Linked DNA regions of Mus musculus: regions 2 and 3 are each linked to region 1. The links are chromatin contacts, called in public promoter capture Hi-C maps. All regions are on one chromosome and are shown on one strand. Each heading gives the region's core, a stretch centred on a gene start, on an enhancer-like site or on the middle of the called end of the contact. The rest is flanking DNA. Distances are from core to core; before and after follow the strand shown. Region 1 holds the start of Tmem45b (transmembrane protein 45b). Region 2 holds the start of Kcnj5 (potassium inwardly-rectifying channel, subfamily J, member 5). Region 3 holds the start of Adamts8 (a disintegrin-like and metallopeptidase (reprolysin type) with thrombospondin type 1 motif, 8).

Region 1 (4,957 bases), core at 1,199-3,698:
TAATCCTGACTGAAAGCAAGCAATTATTTTTGCCTTCCTTCTCCCTATTATCTTCTCATGTTTCTCCTTTTCCCCTCCTTTAGATCCCCTACCATCTTTCACATAGTCTCCTTTCACATTTTTTGTATATTTATTTAGATTCTACATCTGAGGACGCACATCATTTGTCCTTCTGAGACTAAAAAGACCACCCTCCTTTGTTAAAGTCCACACAAGGACATATCAGATACCACTCTGTTTTATTTCTTTGTGTTATTTGGAGCGTTTTAAATTATTGCTTATTTTTATTTTACACGTATGGGTGTTTTGCCCGCATATATGTCCCTGTACAAATTGTGCGGTGCCTGAAGAGAAAATTAGATCCTAAGAGACTGGAGTTATAAATCATTGTGAGATGCCATGTGGGTGTTGAGAACTGAACCCAGGTCTTTGGGAAGAGTAGCCAGTGCTCCTAACTGCTGTGCCACCCCTTCATCCCTACTTTTGTGTTTTGAGAGTCCGTGAAGCCCAGATTGCCCTTGAACTTGAAATCCCTTTGCCTCTAGCTCCTGAATGGTAAGATTATACAAATATGTGTCACCACTTGGGAGTTCTCTCTTTATCAGAAAACAATTTGATAATAATTCATATTATTGTATTATTTCAAAGTTGATTTCCTGATACTTGTCACTACTTCATTGAAACTGTTTGATTTTTATTAAAACTGTTGATCAATGAAGTTAACGACCGTCAAAGGTATACTTTAAAAACTGGTGTGTCTTAATATTTGGATGCTAAATTTGAGCCAGAGGTCCTAAGTATCTCAGGGCTGGGGAGGTAGCTCCATTGGTAAAGTGCTTGTGGGGCAAGAATGAGGGCTTAGGTTCTGATCCCCAGAATTCATATAAAATGCTAGGCGGGAAGCGGGCTGCACATCCCCGTATTCTCACTGCAGACAAGAGAGGATCCCTAAAGTTTGCTTGGCCCATAATCTAACTGAACAGGTGAGCAAGCTCCATAGTCAGTGAGTGACTTCATCTCAAAAATTAGGTGGAAGGTGAGAGAACACACCCAACATGGACCTAGCCTCCGCATGTACATACACACACACACACACACACACACACACACACACACACACACACACACAATCTCTGGGCTGAGGATGCAGTTCAATTGGTATTCTTCTAGCTTGTACCAAACCCTGTGTTCAACCACTAGAACTATATAAACCAGACACAGAGGGGTGCACACCTGCAATCCCAGTGCTTGTGAGGTACAAGCAGGAGGACCAGAAACCTAAAGTCATCTGTGGCTCTATGGTAAGGTAGAGGCACACCTGGGCTACATAAGACCCTGCCTCACAAAACATAAATGAAACTGTCAAAGCATCTTTACCAACCAGTAGCTCTATCAATAAAACTGCACACGGCTGTCTCGAGATCTTAGCCTATAAGGAAAGTAAAACAGTCCTGAGCAGAAAGCGTCAGAAGGAACTGGTGACCAAGTGCAGCCTCTCCCTGGCTGATGACTGTGTAGGGCTACTCCCTTTCCTCTGTTTCAAAATCTGCAGGTGTGGACACACTCCAGGACGGGACCTGATCCTTTGCTCTGAGGGCTAGTCCCCAAGCTGAGAATACAGATTTTTATATCGTTTTTGAAAACACAGCAGCTTTTCAGAGGTTCCTCTGCTAGTATCTCTCCCTGAGTTCTTTCTCTGAGTGTGCAGAGAGCTTTAGTGCTGGCATTCTCTTCATGTCTTTAGGAAGTACAAGGGGCAGCAACGGTGCAAAATAAGGTCAGTCTCTTAGCTACAAGTGCTACAGAGAGCAGCCACTATTGCAGCATCTTAAACACCACCCGGGAACTCCTCTCATGCCAATCCAGAACTGTGCCCACCTGACAGATTTTTGTCAAACGTGCACAAAGAAGATTGATTGGATGGATGGATGGATGGATGGATGGATGGATGGATGGATGTAGAAAAGAATAGAATGGAAAAGAAGAAGCCCACGTATCATCCACCGGAGCCTTCCTTGGCGGTGAGTGGTCAGTGACTATTTGTCCTGCGTGTTAGCTGTGGTTTTCCTGGCTGGAGAAATTCAGAGCTAGTCCCACTCAGAGCATTCCCTTCCTCCCAGGCCAGAAATCGCTTTGCATAACAGGAAGTCTCCATAAGTAGTGCACCTGGATGATCCAGGAACCTGGCTGGGCTTTCGGGAACACACTTTTAAAGGAGTGCCTGTGGTCCCCGAAAGCCTCTCTGAAGCAGGGGACTCTCTGAAGCAGGGGACTCTCTGAAGCAGGGGACTCTCAGAAACAGGGGACACTCGGAAGCAGGGAAAAGGTGCTTGGAAGAAAAGTACTGTGCTGAGCCACCTGAGGTCGTGCTAGCAGCAGGGTTAGGGCCATCTGAGGTTGCCAGCTCCTGCAGCGGGCGGGGCCGGGCGGGGCAGGGTGCAGACGCTTGCACCTCCTGGGCACCCGCGGTCACACGTGTGACCGAAGCTGGCAAGTGGACACCTCTGAGGCTCGGAAGAGGTAGGATTCCCGCTGGGTCAGGGGCTCAGGGCCGGGAGAAAGGGAGGCACCACCTGGGAAGGGAGGTGAGGATCCGGAGTCGGATCCTCAGGAAGGAGACAGAGAAGCGCTCACTCAGATGGAGGGAGGGTGCTGGAGTGCAGAGGGAGTCTAGTACCTAGGAAGCCGTTGGTTAGCCCCTTCGGGGCTAGGAGTAGTCCTCCTCACCAGCTCCCCCCGGGAGTTGCTCCTCTGTACTGTCCCCGGGGTCCTGGAACGATTCGGGTCCACAGCGTTACTGCGACTAGGTGACTAGGTGCGAAGCCTGGCATTCATTCTCAGGGAAGCAGGCGCTCCACCTTAGGTGGTGTGCCTATTAAGGAGACCTCGAGTTGTTTTCAGGGTGCCAGAATGACTCGCGCTCACTTGCACCCCATCTGTCGCTAAGACTCCATAAATACAGGAACCAGATACATTCCTCAGGCCGGGAAGTCTGATAATGAGAGACGGTTGATAACAGCTCCTCCAGGCCATCGTTTGGCCTCCGCTTCTAAAAGCCAAGAGTAAAGCCTTGGCCTTAGCAAGGAGAGCCTGAAAGTGGGGGCACCTGCCTGAATCCAGAGGGACTGAGTGGAGACAAGGCCCACCGTAATGGGAAAAAAAAAGATCTGTACTTCAGCAGGGAAAGGTGGGGCCTCATAAAATGGAACTTTAAAAGCGTAAGAGCAGTTGCCTCGCCTAAGGTCTCAGCAACGGCTGCTGCTTGCTGCTTCGTTCCATCTTTCCTGCCCCCCACACACTGCTCCCCCTGTCGCCCTTCCCTGGGTTCTATTTGACTTTGGGATTAGCATAGTTATCAAAGCTGGGAAGGCAGATGCATTTTATCTAACTACACACCTATCTAAATAGCTACTATGGTTTATTGTTCACAAGCAACCTACGCTTTCGGTTTTTTTGTCAATATGAGCTTTCTACGCAGTAGAGACTGGATTTTGAACGCCAAAGAGGCAGCTCTTTATGACAGTTTGTTGGCTTAGTAATAATGTGGTCACCTGCTGTTCTATAGTCTCCGGAAAAGACAAGAGACGGATAGTACCGCTGCACTGAATAGGAACCACTGTTTTAACAAAGGATGAGCATCGAGCAAGGTTTTATCTGGTTGCACAGTACCTGTAATAGTATTACAGAAACCAAACGTTCTTCCCTCTTACCAAAGAGCTTCAGTTTGCTCTTGTTTAGGAAGGTGGAAACAGGTACCATGGCGGCACTTTCCTTTGTATTCTGTGGTCCTTTCCCCTGCCTTCCTGGTGGATGCTGCCTCTGATGGCCAAGCTGAAGCTGTTGAATCTCACGGGATGCATCAGTCACTGTATCTGGTGTCTTCCCTGAAATGTTTTTGGCTAAAGCTATGACTTAATCTTAGCAAATGTTACTTTGAGGTGAGCACTGGAGAGGAGAGAGATTAAGAGGATTTCTGAGTCTTCCCATTACTTCAGGATGGTATCAGCTTCATGCTCAGTTGTACAAAGTGCAGACACCATGTATGATCAAGAGACGATCAAAGGTTATCACTCTTTTGCTTGTTGAACACAGTAGGTAAGGACAGCTTTGCCACTTAGAAAGCTACCTTCATAGCTGAAGTACCTGAGATTGCAAAACTTTTTAATTATAGGGAAATAAGTCACTGGTATGTTAACAAAAAATAGGTAGCTATATAAAAACATTTCATTTCCATATGTTTTACAGATGGTCATAAGACAAACAATAAATTGCTTACAACATTGCACCATACTTCAGTGAAAAATCAGAGGACACACACACATGTACTGAACTCTGAACTTTTCTACCCTTTTGACCACCCAGTTCCTTCTTCCTAGCCTTCTCTAGAGCTAGAAATGAAAACAGATTAAAGTTTAACTCTTTAGGTTTCTTTTATTGACATCCTTTAAAAGTAGATGAGCACAAGGCCCATATTAAGAGACCTGAAGAAAATTGAAAAAGTCTTTCAGTCACCTGGATGTGGTGCAGAGTTATAATGTAATGGCAAGCCACAGTGGTCCACAGCCAGGAGTTGGATCTCACAAAGCATCATCAGTATCTTGTGGGTAGGACAGCAAAATGGTGATTTAGAGACCACGGCATGACTTATGTACTAGGAGATAAGAGAAGGATCGCTAGTCCCTATGCAAAGACACTGAAGTCAAGCCATTTTGTACCTGTTCAGTGCTGTCCAGTTATGAAATGGCAGAGCCAAGCTCCAACTAGAATGTTTCCCAGAATATTCCAGTTCATACTAGGTTATTTTGTACAATTATTTTAAGTTTTATGATAGATTATAATTTGTTTCTCCTAAACATTCATATTCATTTTTATATATTGTTTGTTCTTTGAGAATTTCACAAATATATCCAATGTCTTTTGATCATATACATCCCACAATTTCCTCCCTCCAACTCAT
Region 2 (4,957 bases), core at 1,025-3,524, 880 kb before region 1:
TCTCGCAGACTTGGGCTGGAAACTCCCAGACCACCCTACATTTCTGAACAACAGTGGAGACTAAAAATCCCACCCACTACCTCTCATTATCCAGGCCTAGGCTAAAAACTGGACGTCGATTGTTCTGCCTCTGGTTCAAGGTCCCAACCCTTGAGAGAATGCTGTCGAAGCAGAACCTTCCTGCTCTACTTTGTTCCACCACGAGGCAGACAGAGCACCATGCTCTCTGTAGCAATCCAAAGGCCACTGCTGCTACACGGTGGAACACGAAGCCAAGACTCAGCAAAAAGCTTCATGTTGGGCATAGCTGGCTCTCAGAGCAACACAGCCCAGCTACTCCTGACAACCAGGAAACCAAAGAATTAAAGACCCCCTACTGAGCGTTAAACCAACACCTAATGGCTGTGCTGGCTAGTTTCATGGCAACTTTACACAAGCTAATTAATGTCTTCAGAAAGGAGGAGACCTCAACTTTGAGAATGACTCCCTAAGCTCTGGCCGTAGGGCATCTTCTTAGTTAGTGACTGATGGCAGAGGGCCCAACCCACTGTGGGTAGTCCCACCCCTGGATTCTATATTAAGTCAGACTGAGCAAGCCATGATGAGCAAGCCGGTAAGCACCACCTTTCATGTCCTCTGCATCAGCTTCTGAGTCCAGGTTCTGGTCATGTTGAGCTCCTGTCCTGACTTCCTTCAGTGATGGACTGTGAATGTGGAGGCAGAAGCCGAATAAACCCTCTCCTTTGGGTGCTGAACCCCAAAAACTGTGTAACAGACAGAGAGATGTTAAGGTTGGGACTAGTGAAGGCACCAGCAGACAGCCACGTGCTGGCTCTCCCAGACAGCAGCCCTCCCTGTGCAGTGAGTGACATTCCTGTCTTTCCTACGGTTCATTGAAGAATAGAGTCCTCTATGCTCAAAGCCAAGAACAGTCCACAAAAGAGGGAGAGTGGGGTTTGTGCCTGCAATGAGAAAGACCTAGGCTGGGGTAGAGACTAACAGTGGATTCCCAGAAGGAAGGATATTCAGACCCCCAGAGCAGCAGCCAATGTGGTCTGTACATGGAGGCTGTCACACAGAAAATGAAATACATTCAAGAGATCTATGCAGAGAAGTAGAAACAGAATAATGTACAACGGACTGGAAGGTGGGTGGAACCTTGAGGAAACACGGGGGTTCGGGGGCCGGGGGCCTTTTAATGCCATCATTGAAAAGCTTTTTCCTTCAACACATGTACATAGGACGTTGCAACAGAAATGACATTATAGTTTTAATATTTTACAAGAAGAACTTTTGGGAACAGAGAAGAAAGTAGAGAGTGGGAGGAAAGGCCAGCCCCCTTACCTGAAGATGGTTCAGGTCTCACTTGCCTTTCAAGGGAAGGCCATATCCATTTCAATGAATAGCCATTCCCACTCACCTATAGACTACCCTAAGCAGAATGCTCCAACAAAAGACCCACTTCCCTTCTCCCTTCTCTAGACTTTCCCCTTCAGTTATAATCAGGTCCCAGTCTCAAGAGCCAGACCCAGTAACAGCTTAAGGTCCCCCCCTAGACTGTGACTCCGGACTTCCAGGGGAATGTCCCCCACCTGCTGCATCTGGCTTCTTGATAGGCAGGGAAGTTCGGACAACAGCCCCCTCAAAGTGCCCAGAATGACTGAGCAGGTGTTCCCCCCTCCCCTTGCAAGGCTCTGAGCCTGAATTTTCTGCCCTAAGAGTTTCTTCTGTCTGCTCCTCCGCACCCTCTAAACACAGGCACGCGGGCGCTCACACACGTGCGGGGGCGCTTACACACGCGGGCGATCACACACACACATGTACACGTGAGCTTTCCCACATATTCACGGGAAGCTCTCACACACATCTGGTGGCGCAGGTCTCTGACCCTCGCTTAAGCGTGGCCAGAAGCACAGGAGCATCAACAAGGAGGTCTTGGAGGGAGGTGGCGAAGGGGGAGTAGTGGGCAGGAGAGTAGGGAGGAGGCTGCCCGCTCTCTCTGGCCCTGCGTCCGGCACCGGACTCCTTCCAAGTGACTGTGACCCCCGATACCAACAGCCCCCACCCATCTCCACCATATACCCCATTGTGCAAGCATTTCTCCCATTGCTGCCTTTCTTTGTGGTTCTCCTTTGCCTGTGGCCCTTTAAATCGCGTTCTATCCAGAGATTCAATTGTAGGGGGACAGAGGGAGGAGAACCCGGGAGGGGGGGCGGGGGGACGGGAGGAGATGGGGAGGGAGAAGAGAGGAGGGCGGAGAGGAGAGGGACAGCAGAGAGCCTCCCGCTGTTCTCTCTAGATAGAAGGGCGAGGCAGACCGGTGAAGGGGCGGGAGGTTTAGACGCCTCTGCTAGCTGGACCTGCGACACCAGAGTGGCTCGGGGCGTCTGCCCGTCCGTAGGCAATGCCTGAGGCTAGGGAATCCCCTGGAGAGCCCTGAGAGCCACCTGCACCGCCTTGGAAGGATCTCCAGAAGTTAGCCCCAAGGGTTCGGAGAAGCTCTCTGCGCTACAAGTAAGTTGTCTCCTTTCTCTCGCGTCCCTCCCCCAGCCCAGCGACTCCCCAAACCGGACCCTCACTAGGTGTCCTGTGGTTCTAAAAGAAGGCTTTCCCCTACCGGAGCCTGTCGGGTTGAGACAGGATGGGAACAAGATCCGGTGGTCCAAAGTTCAACAAACTGAAGCTGGCCTTAGCTGCCGGCCTCCCCAAGATGAGGAGTCCAGCCTCCCCAGGACCATAAACGCCCTGCTCCCAGAACCAGACCAGGATACCTGCGGGACTGAAACCTTCCATCTTTGGCTTGCTTGGCCAGGCCTTGGGAGGAGATAGAGAGAACCTTGCTCCCAGAAACAGCTTCAGGTGGGGGCAGAGATGGTCGGGTAGGGCGACCCCCTGGACTGTAGACTCTCTGCCCCAGCTGCTTTCTAATCTAACTGCTTTGCGGTACCAGTCTTCTCAGAATTGGTCACTACCTGTATGCTTTCCTTCTTTTGAAAACATTTCTGCAATTGTTCAAAAGAAGGGTTAAAGATAAAAGGTGGAGGAAGACAAGCTATAGCATTTTCCTGATGGTGGCTCTCCTTGGAGATCTGCTCTGTAGCACCTGATTCTGCCAGGGCCTCCTTTAAACGCAAGGGCAGGCCACTAGGAGGGGGGTTTCTAGCCTGGGACTGTGGAGCAGTGTTCAGTGTTGGCTTCTCGAAATTTCATGGGCTATTCCCAAAAGGCAGTGGAGACTCTAGCCTGCCCAGCATCCATACCAAGATCCCGGGGCGCTATCGAGGGGAACCTTTCAAACACCAGGCAAACAGTGGGAATGCAAATGCTCACTGTGACTCTTCTCAGTTAAACGGAGACTAGCAAGCCTGTCCCACAGCACAGAAATGGCAGCTCTGAGAGGGTGAGTAACTGAGATTACAACGGGAGAGTCTCCACAGTATCTGACTCCAAAGTGTAGCTATTCTTTCTCCTAAGCAAGCTGCCTGGGCCACCGAGCATGGGAATCCCTGCGGAGAAGCAGGGGACAGCAGCTAATATTTACAGAACCGGGGTGTTGAGCTGGAACGGGGTCCTGGGAGTTAACCTGTGGGGCAGAACTACGTTTTCTTGCTTTCTAGAGGGAACTAAAGTACACGGATGTCTGAGCTCTAAAGGGAGGTTCTAATCTTCACAGTCCTTGCCAGCCCCTGGCTTCAAATCCAGAGCTTATTACCAAACACTAACCCTGTAAGGTATACCACCTTCCTGGGATCCATGCCTTTGCTTAGCAATAGTCTCTCTCCACCTCCTTTGTTATTTGAGACACAGGTTATCACTATTCAGACCTGGCTAGCCTAGAACTCACTATGTAGACCAGATTGACTTCATAGACACCTGCCCACCTCTGGAGTGCTGGGATTAGAGGCATGAGCCACCATGTCTGTTTTACATGCATGCAGTCTTGAGTTCCAACCCAGGGTTTCCCAGGCTCTGGCAGGTGAGCTGAGCTGTGGGATTTATAAAAGGATTAAATTGGGCTGTGCCATCAAAGGCTTAGCTAGACTCCTTGGGATCAGAGACTTTTGAGTAAGTCCCCGATATACTTATCTTACAGGGGAAGGCTCAGCTTCCAGTGGGAGCCCTAGGGAACAGGGTGTACTTGGGAGCATGGCAGCATCAGATCACCACTGAAAGAGGTGCCATCCCAGAGATAACTTCATCCTCCAACAGCACCCAGCCATCTTCCCCACGCTGACCACCTAGCTGCCCAACAGCAAAAGCACCCACCACTCTGCCACCGCCTCTCCAAGATGGCTACCTACTGCTGGCCGGGCACTCTGAAACAGCACTTCTTGCTTAAGAGCACATCTGCTTTAAGCATAAAATGAGTGTGTTCTATGCTCCATCTAGCAAGCAGGTCAGTTGTGGGAGGGGAGAAGGCAGGAGGGAGGGCGGGAGATGGATGGAGTTGGTCATCCCTTCTGCCCAGAGCTGTCCCAAAGCAGAGATTTCTACTCTGTATAAGTCAGATCTCAGAAGGATTCCCCAGTGTATATTCCCCCGAGGCTGCTTTCTGTATCCTGACATTCAGAACACTCTTTTCATGGGTCCCATGGATATAATAAGGTATCCTTGTGACTGTATCCTGTTGGCCTTGCTCTTTATGGTACATGATGAACAGGCTGCAAGGTTCCTCTGTAAGGGACCTTACAAGTGTATGACTGGGTTTCTGATCCATGAATTCAATTCAGGAGCCTTCTAAGGCTACTGTGGTCATCTGCATAGCAGTGGGCTTGGTCTCCGGTTCCCACTCCCTCCTTAGATTCTGGGACTCTGAATACCTTCTGGGACCAAGCCACCAGAGGGTATGCTGGAAGTTCAAATGCCTGAAAACTTCATCCACTTCTGAACACTATTTAAAATCAGCTCAGCATCCAGTTGATCACCTAGCACGCACCAAGAATACATTATTGTTGGA
Region 3 (4,957 bases), core at 1,465-3,964, 520 kb after region 1:
TCGTCTCGAAATTTCTCCGTGTTCTTGTTGGTCTTTCTACATTGTGGATTTCAAGCAGAAGCCAGGGACCCATCTAATTTGGGGTTGGATATAATTTTTAGCTTTGGGTTTGTTCCTGGAGAAGCCTAGAGTCAGATGTAGTGGTCTTGGTGAATTGGGAAGCCCTCTCTTCACTCTTCTCTACTTCTCTAATACACACTGGGGGAAAGAGTCAGAAGAAGTGGTTGGTACCTCCTCTTAAGGCAGGCAGAGAATCAGACATGGCATCAGCACAGACAAACCTCAAGGAGCTGATGGCTCAGAGCTGTCGTGCAGTGTTTTGAGCAGAGCCAATAGCACAAGACCGTGCAGAGAGCCTGTCCCAGGCTTAATTGGTCTGTGCAGTAGATAGAACAGCGATCATGTGGACCGCTCACCCACCGTCCTTCCTGTCCTCCCCACATGGCTTTCACCGGAACTTTCTCCTCAAACACCTCTTCATCACAGGAGGTGGGAAAGACCAGATGACAAGCAGAAGGTGAGCTGTCTTTTTGCCTGGCCACTCTACAAAGGGAACGCCCGTGCCCTTCACACCCAAGACAGATTCAGGCACAGGCTGAATCTAGCTAGGATAGGGACCTGATCAAGGACATTCTCACTGCCCAAAGGGTTGACTGGGCTGCTGCAGTGCTGGGATCCTCTGCCTGAGAAACTATGATCTCTGGACAGGTCAGTTTCCTCTAGCTGAGCTAATGTTTATGGTTCTGTCTATTCTAGAAAATGGGACCCTTATCCTTTCTGCTTCTGGTAAGATCTTTGCCCTATCTTGAGGGAGGGATTGGGAGCACTTCTTGCTGAGTCAGCACCAACTGCATGTAGTAAAGAATGCTCAGCTACTAGCAATAATGTCTTGAACTCAATTTTTCTGCCTAGGTCAGTTGGAAGCTGATTCTGGGCTGAGGGTGGCCACCGGGTGGACCAACCTCAGCCCTGGTTCCTTTGAATACAGTAAATGACAAAGTTCACCCTTCAGCCCTGCTCCCTCCCCTTTCTCACTGAAACTTCAGTTTTCTGGGCTGAGCCCCCAGGCAGAAATTCTGTTCTCCTTCCTTCTTGAGCTGGATGTTGGCACTGCCAAGTTCTGCCGGGGTTGAGCGCCAGGTTGGCAAGGTAGCCCATGCCCCTTGATCAGAACCAGCTGGGCATACAGAAGTTGGACAGTCTCTTTCCAGGTCCGGTTCCCTCTAACGACTTTTACTTACAGGAACCTCAGTTCTGTACCCAAAGACAGTCCCAGCTACCTTGTCCCAGCCCAGCTTCCTCTCCTAGGAAGTCTCAGAGAGTCTCAGATAGTAGAGAATTGCGGGAAGCAGGACCAGGAAGGACAGGGCTCTTTAGCAGTTTTTAATCTCCCTTTGGGAGAAGCAGGTGCCTGGGAACTGTGGAAGACTCAGGATGCTGGGAAGAGACAGAGCCAGCGCCTCTACTGTAAATTGGAAGGGATTTAGGGATTGGGAAGTAGGAAGCCGGGAAGGCAGAAGCTAATGGAGTTACTGCTGTTTCTCAGAAAGAAGAAAGTCCCCTTTGGGGTTGGGCTTGGGAGCGCGAGGGATCCCCCCCCCCCCGTGGGAAGGGAAGAATTGAAAACCATCGAGAGGCAATAGACTGTTAGTCAGGGTCTGCGGAAGGTCCTACCTGCAGGTCGGTCCCATAGAAGGCAGCCATGGACGCATCAGCCACCAGAAGTGTTTCCACGAAGCGAGCCTCGGACACAAACCTCTTGCTTCTAGTTTTGGATCCGAAGGGTGGTGGCACTTTGCGGGAGTCTTCTGTCTCTTTGAGCAACCCCTCCTTGTCCTGCTTCCTGTCCTCTTCGTTGTCACTTCTCTCCTGTCCCTGCCCATTACCCATCTCCACCTCCCACTCCAGTCCTTGAGGGAGGGGGAAAACTTCGGCGGCAGCGAGCCCGGGGTCTTCGCGGCGCTGTCCCGGCCCCCAGCGCTGCAGGCGATGAGGCTGGTCCAGGGAGTCCCCAGCGCCCTGTGGCTGGATGGTGAACTCCTCGCCTGCCAGCAAGAACGAGCCGCTCAGCCCGCGACACAGGCTCATCGCCGCCAGCGACTCCCGTTCTCCATTCACTGTGCCAGAGAAGAAGCAGCCACGCAGTCCCGGCTCGCCCCCGGCCGCCGCGCTCGAGCCCCCGAGGCGCTCGATCTTGAATTCCGGCGCCAGGAAGCTGGCGTCAGGCGCCAGGCGCAGCACGAAGCCCTGGCCGAAGGCGGACAGGTGGAAGGCGAGCTCGCTCGCGCTGCCGGGCAACCGCGTGGGCACCACTAGCTCCGAGGCCTGCGCCCCGGTTCCCGGCCCCGCCGGGGCGCCGCAGACGAGTGGCGGCGGCGGCAGCTGCAATAGCAGCAGCAGGAGGGGCGGCCACCCGGTGGTGGTGGGGTCGCGGAGCATGGGGGCAGAGTGCTGCGGAGCGCGGGAGAGGGAAGAAGATCGCCGCGCGCGGGCAGGTGCTGGTGGCCCGAGGCGGCCGGGCCGCTCTGTCCAGGAAAAATGATCAATCGGATGGGGAGGCCGACTCGGCTAGCGGCAGCAGGCGCGGCGGTCCCCTGGCGGCCCCTCTGGATCGCGCAGCCCGCTCCTCCTGCGCCAGCCAACCTAGCAGAACTCGAGCAGCTGGCGCCCCGGGCCGCGAGCGCGCGTCCTCCGCGGCGTCCCGTGCAGTCGCCTCCTTCCTCGGGAAACACCGAGTGGGCTGCCGAGCCCTTCGTATTTATACTTCCTTCCCGGCTTTGACATAAGAGGTTTATTTTTGATCGCTCACTATTCCCGTTTCCCCTCCCCTGGGGTCAGAGACAGAAACAGAAAAGGAGAGGAGGGGAAAAAAAAGGGATGAAATGTAAAACCAATCAGGAGTCAGTGAGCCCCTCCCGATAGTTAAGTAGTTAAGTGTCAACTACAGCTTTTTTTTTTTTTTTCCTTTTTACGTGACTACGTGAAGACCCATGCCAATTCCTGTAATGCTGGACAGTCCCCCTGAAGGCGAGTCCTAGATGGGAGAGACACTGGCTTCTTCTTGTGCAAGAGCCAGGTGCTGGGGACAGACACACCCTGCTCTGGCCTCAGAGACAGTATGCAGATTTTTGTACAAACCTGGCAGTGTTAAAAGAGGTTTGTGGGAAGGTTCCAAAGCCTTTAATGGTCAAATACAAAGTGAGAGGTAGGAAAGTCATACTGGAATCACGCTGTCCATTAGGAGCACTTCAGAACTTTAAAAATGCCACCTGGTCAAGGTTGTTTTGTTGCTTGCTTCTGAGCATAGTGGGGGTAGTGAGAGGCTACTACCAGGAAAGTAAAATGGATTCAATACCACTACATTTCTCGTTTCCTATGGGAGGAAGTACTTCACCAGTCTGTCTTCTGATGCACAGCTCTGCCAGTTGCCTTGCTGACACGGGGAAAGGTGGCCAGGTCCCTTATACTGTATTGCCCACAGCTCCAAATACATCTAAATATGTGGGGAGATAATTCACTCTGCCACCTTCCTACAGAAGAGAGTGGGATCCAGCAAGAGTGATGACCGTCTTAAGACCACAAACCACAATCTTTGTATCCACTCTAGTATTACCGGTGCAGGTCTAGATTGGATTCAGAATCAACGTTCTCTCAGTACCAGAACAAGTCCTAGCCCCTCGCCCTGTGTCTTTTCTGAGACAATCATGGAGGATACAGCATTTGGCAGCTCACCTACCCCCAACTACGCAGCTCTTTGCTTATGTGAGGGTGCCTACAGTTGAGTCATTCTTACTTCGTTTGGCCGATCCAATCCATTTCTGTAGCTGTGAAGGATTGGCCTATGCAAAAGACTCCTTGGGACTTGTTACCTACAAAGAGGAGTCTCTTAAATTAACTTGTGTCACTACAGAACCTAAGGAAAGGCCCCAGCACCGCAAGCTCTCTCCACTTTTATAGGACTGCAAAGGAGTGGTTGAATCTCCTTCCTTTGCTGTATAGAGAATTGGAAGTTTGGGTAAAACACTCCTAGAGGCAGGGGAATGGAAAGCATCTCTGTTTTCTACCAAAAATGAACAAGATGCTCATCCCTCAACAGTTTAATATCCCTGGGACAGTGTGACCTGTACGGTTAAATGAGCAATCCCTTTTGCCTCAGGGCTGTGGTGACATTTCAATTACTGGTCTTAGCCATTAAGTTCCTTGTTCAGTATTTTCCAGTGTATCCTTTTCCTTTTTCTTTTTTCCTGGTTGTTGTTCTTTTCTTTCTTGAAACAGGGACTCACTGCATAGCCCAGGCTGGCCTCAAACAGGTATGTGCTGTGACCTCATGCCTGGCTTTCAACTTCTGGTTTTCCATAGTAGTTAGGTCCTTCACGTGTGCGAGTGCCTTCTTTCTTCTTTGTGACTACTATTTTATTGGAGTGCCCAGCTTCTTCTTTCTCTTTAGATGTTAGAGGCTATAACCAGGCTCGGGGAAACTAAGTGTTGCTTGTGTTTTCATTTGGGAAATCTCTGGAAATTGCAGCTGCTACTGTTGTAAAACAGAAAGAACTACTTTGAAGGCAGACACTGAACTGGGCTTCATCTTTGCCCAATTTCATCAACAACTACAACTACAACCACACAAAAATTGCTGTCTGGCAAACGATCTTGGGAGCCAGCCTGGCTGCTAGGTAGAGACCTGCTGGATTCCTCCTGATGCCCCTGTGGTAACTTCCAGGGAAATGCCTGCCATTCGCAATGCAACCACAAGGTGTCATCCGTACCTTAGTTATGCTTAATCCAAGCCTTGCAGGGATGGCGGATGACTTGCAGAGAGGACTCTGAGAAGCTTGGTTGGTGAAGTCCATACAGCAAAACAAACACTATCCCAGCCCACCATGGAAAATCTCAAATGGGCCGATTTTGGAGTTCCTACATTAACGTCTTGAGCTTCAAAGAATATAAAGGCTTGACA

The links. Promoter capture Hi-C pulls out the DNA fragments that hold promoters and counts their contacts. Capture Hi-C pulls out chosen DNA fragments and counts their contacts.
Region 2: a contact with region 1 is called in a promoter capture Hi-C map of embryonic stem cells, with 2.8 times the contacts expected there. The contact joins the promoter of Kcnj5 here to the promoter of Tmem45b in region 1. A contact is called at or near these places in 4 of 39 promoter capture datasets (embryonic stem cells, hippocampal neurons, liver and 1 more).
Region 3: a contact with region 1 is called in a promoter capture Hi-C map of liver, with 2.6 times the contacts expected there. The contact joins the promoter of Adamts8 here to the promoter of Tmem45b in region 1. A contact is called at or near these places in 2 of 39 promoter capture datasets (pre-B cells and stem cell-derived epiblast-like cells) and 1 of 9 other capture datasets (liver).

The regions. Positions count from the first base shown.
Region 1 is chr9:31,461,729-31,466,685 of GRCm38.p6, reverse strand. Tmem45b (transmembrane protein 45b) reads left to right here and starts at 2,448. Exons shown (of 6, transcript NM_144936.1): 1 at 2,448-2,520.
Region 2 is chr9:32,341,661-32,346,617 of GRCm38.p6, reverse strand. Kcnj5 (potassium inwardly-rectifying channel, subfamily J, member 5) reads left to right here and starts at 2,274. Exons shown (of 4, transcript NM_010605.5): 1 at 2,274-2,514; 2 at 4,094-4,396.
Region 3 is chr9:30,940,319-30,945,275 of GRCm38.p6, reverse strand. It overlaps Adamts8 (a disintegrin-like and metallopeptidase (reprolysin type) with thrombospondin type 1 motif, 8), which reads right to left and starts at 2,714. Exons shown (of 9, transcript NM_013906.3): 1 at 1,675-2,714. The coding sequence starts at 2,439.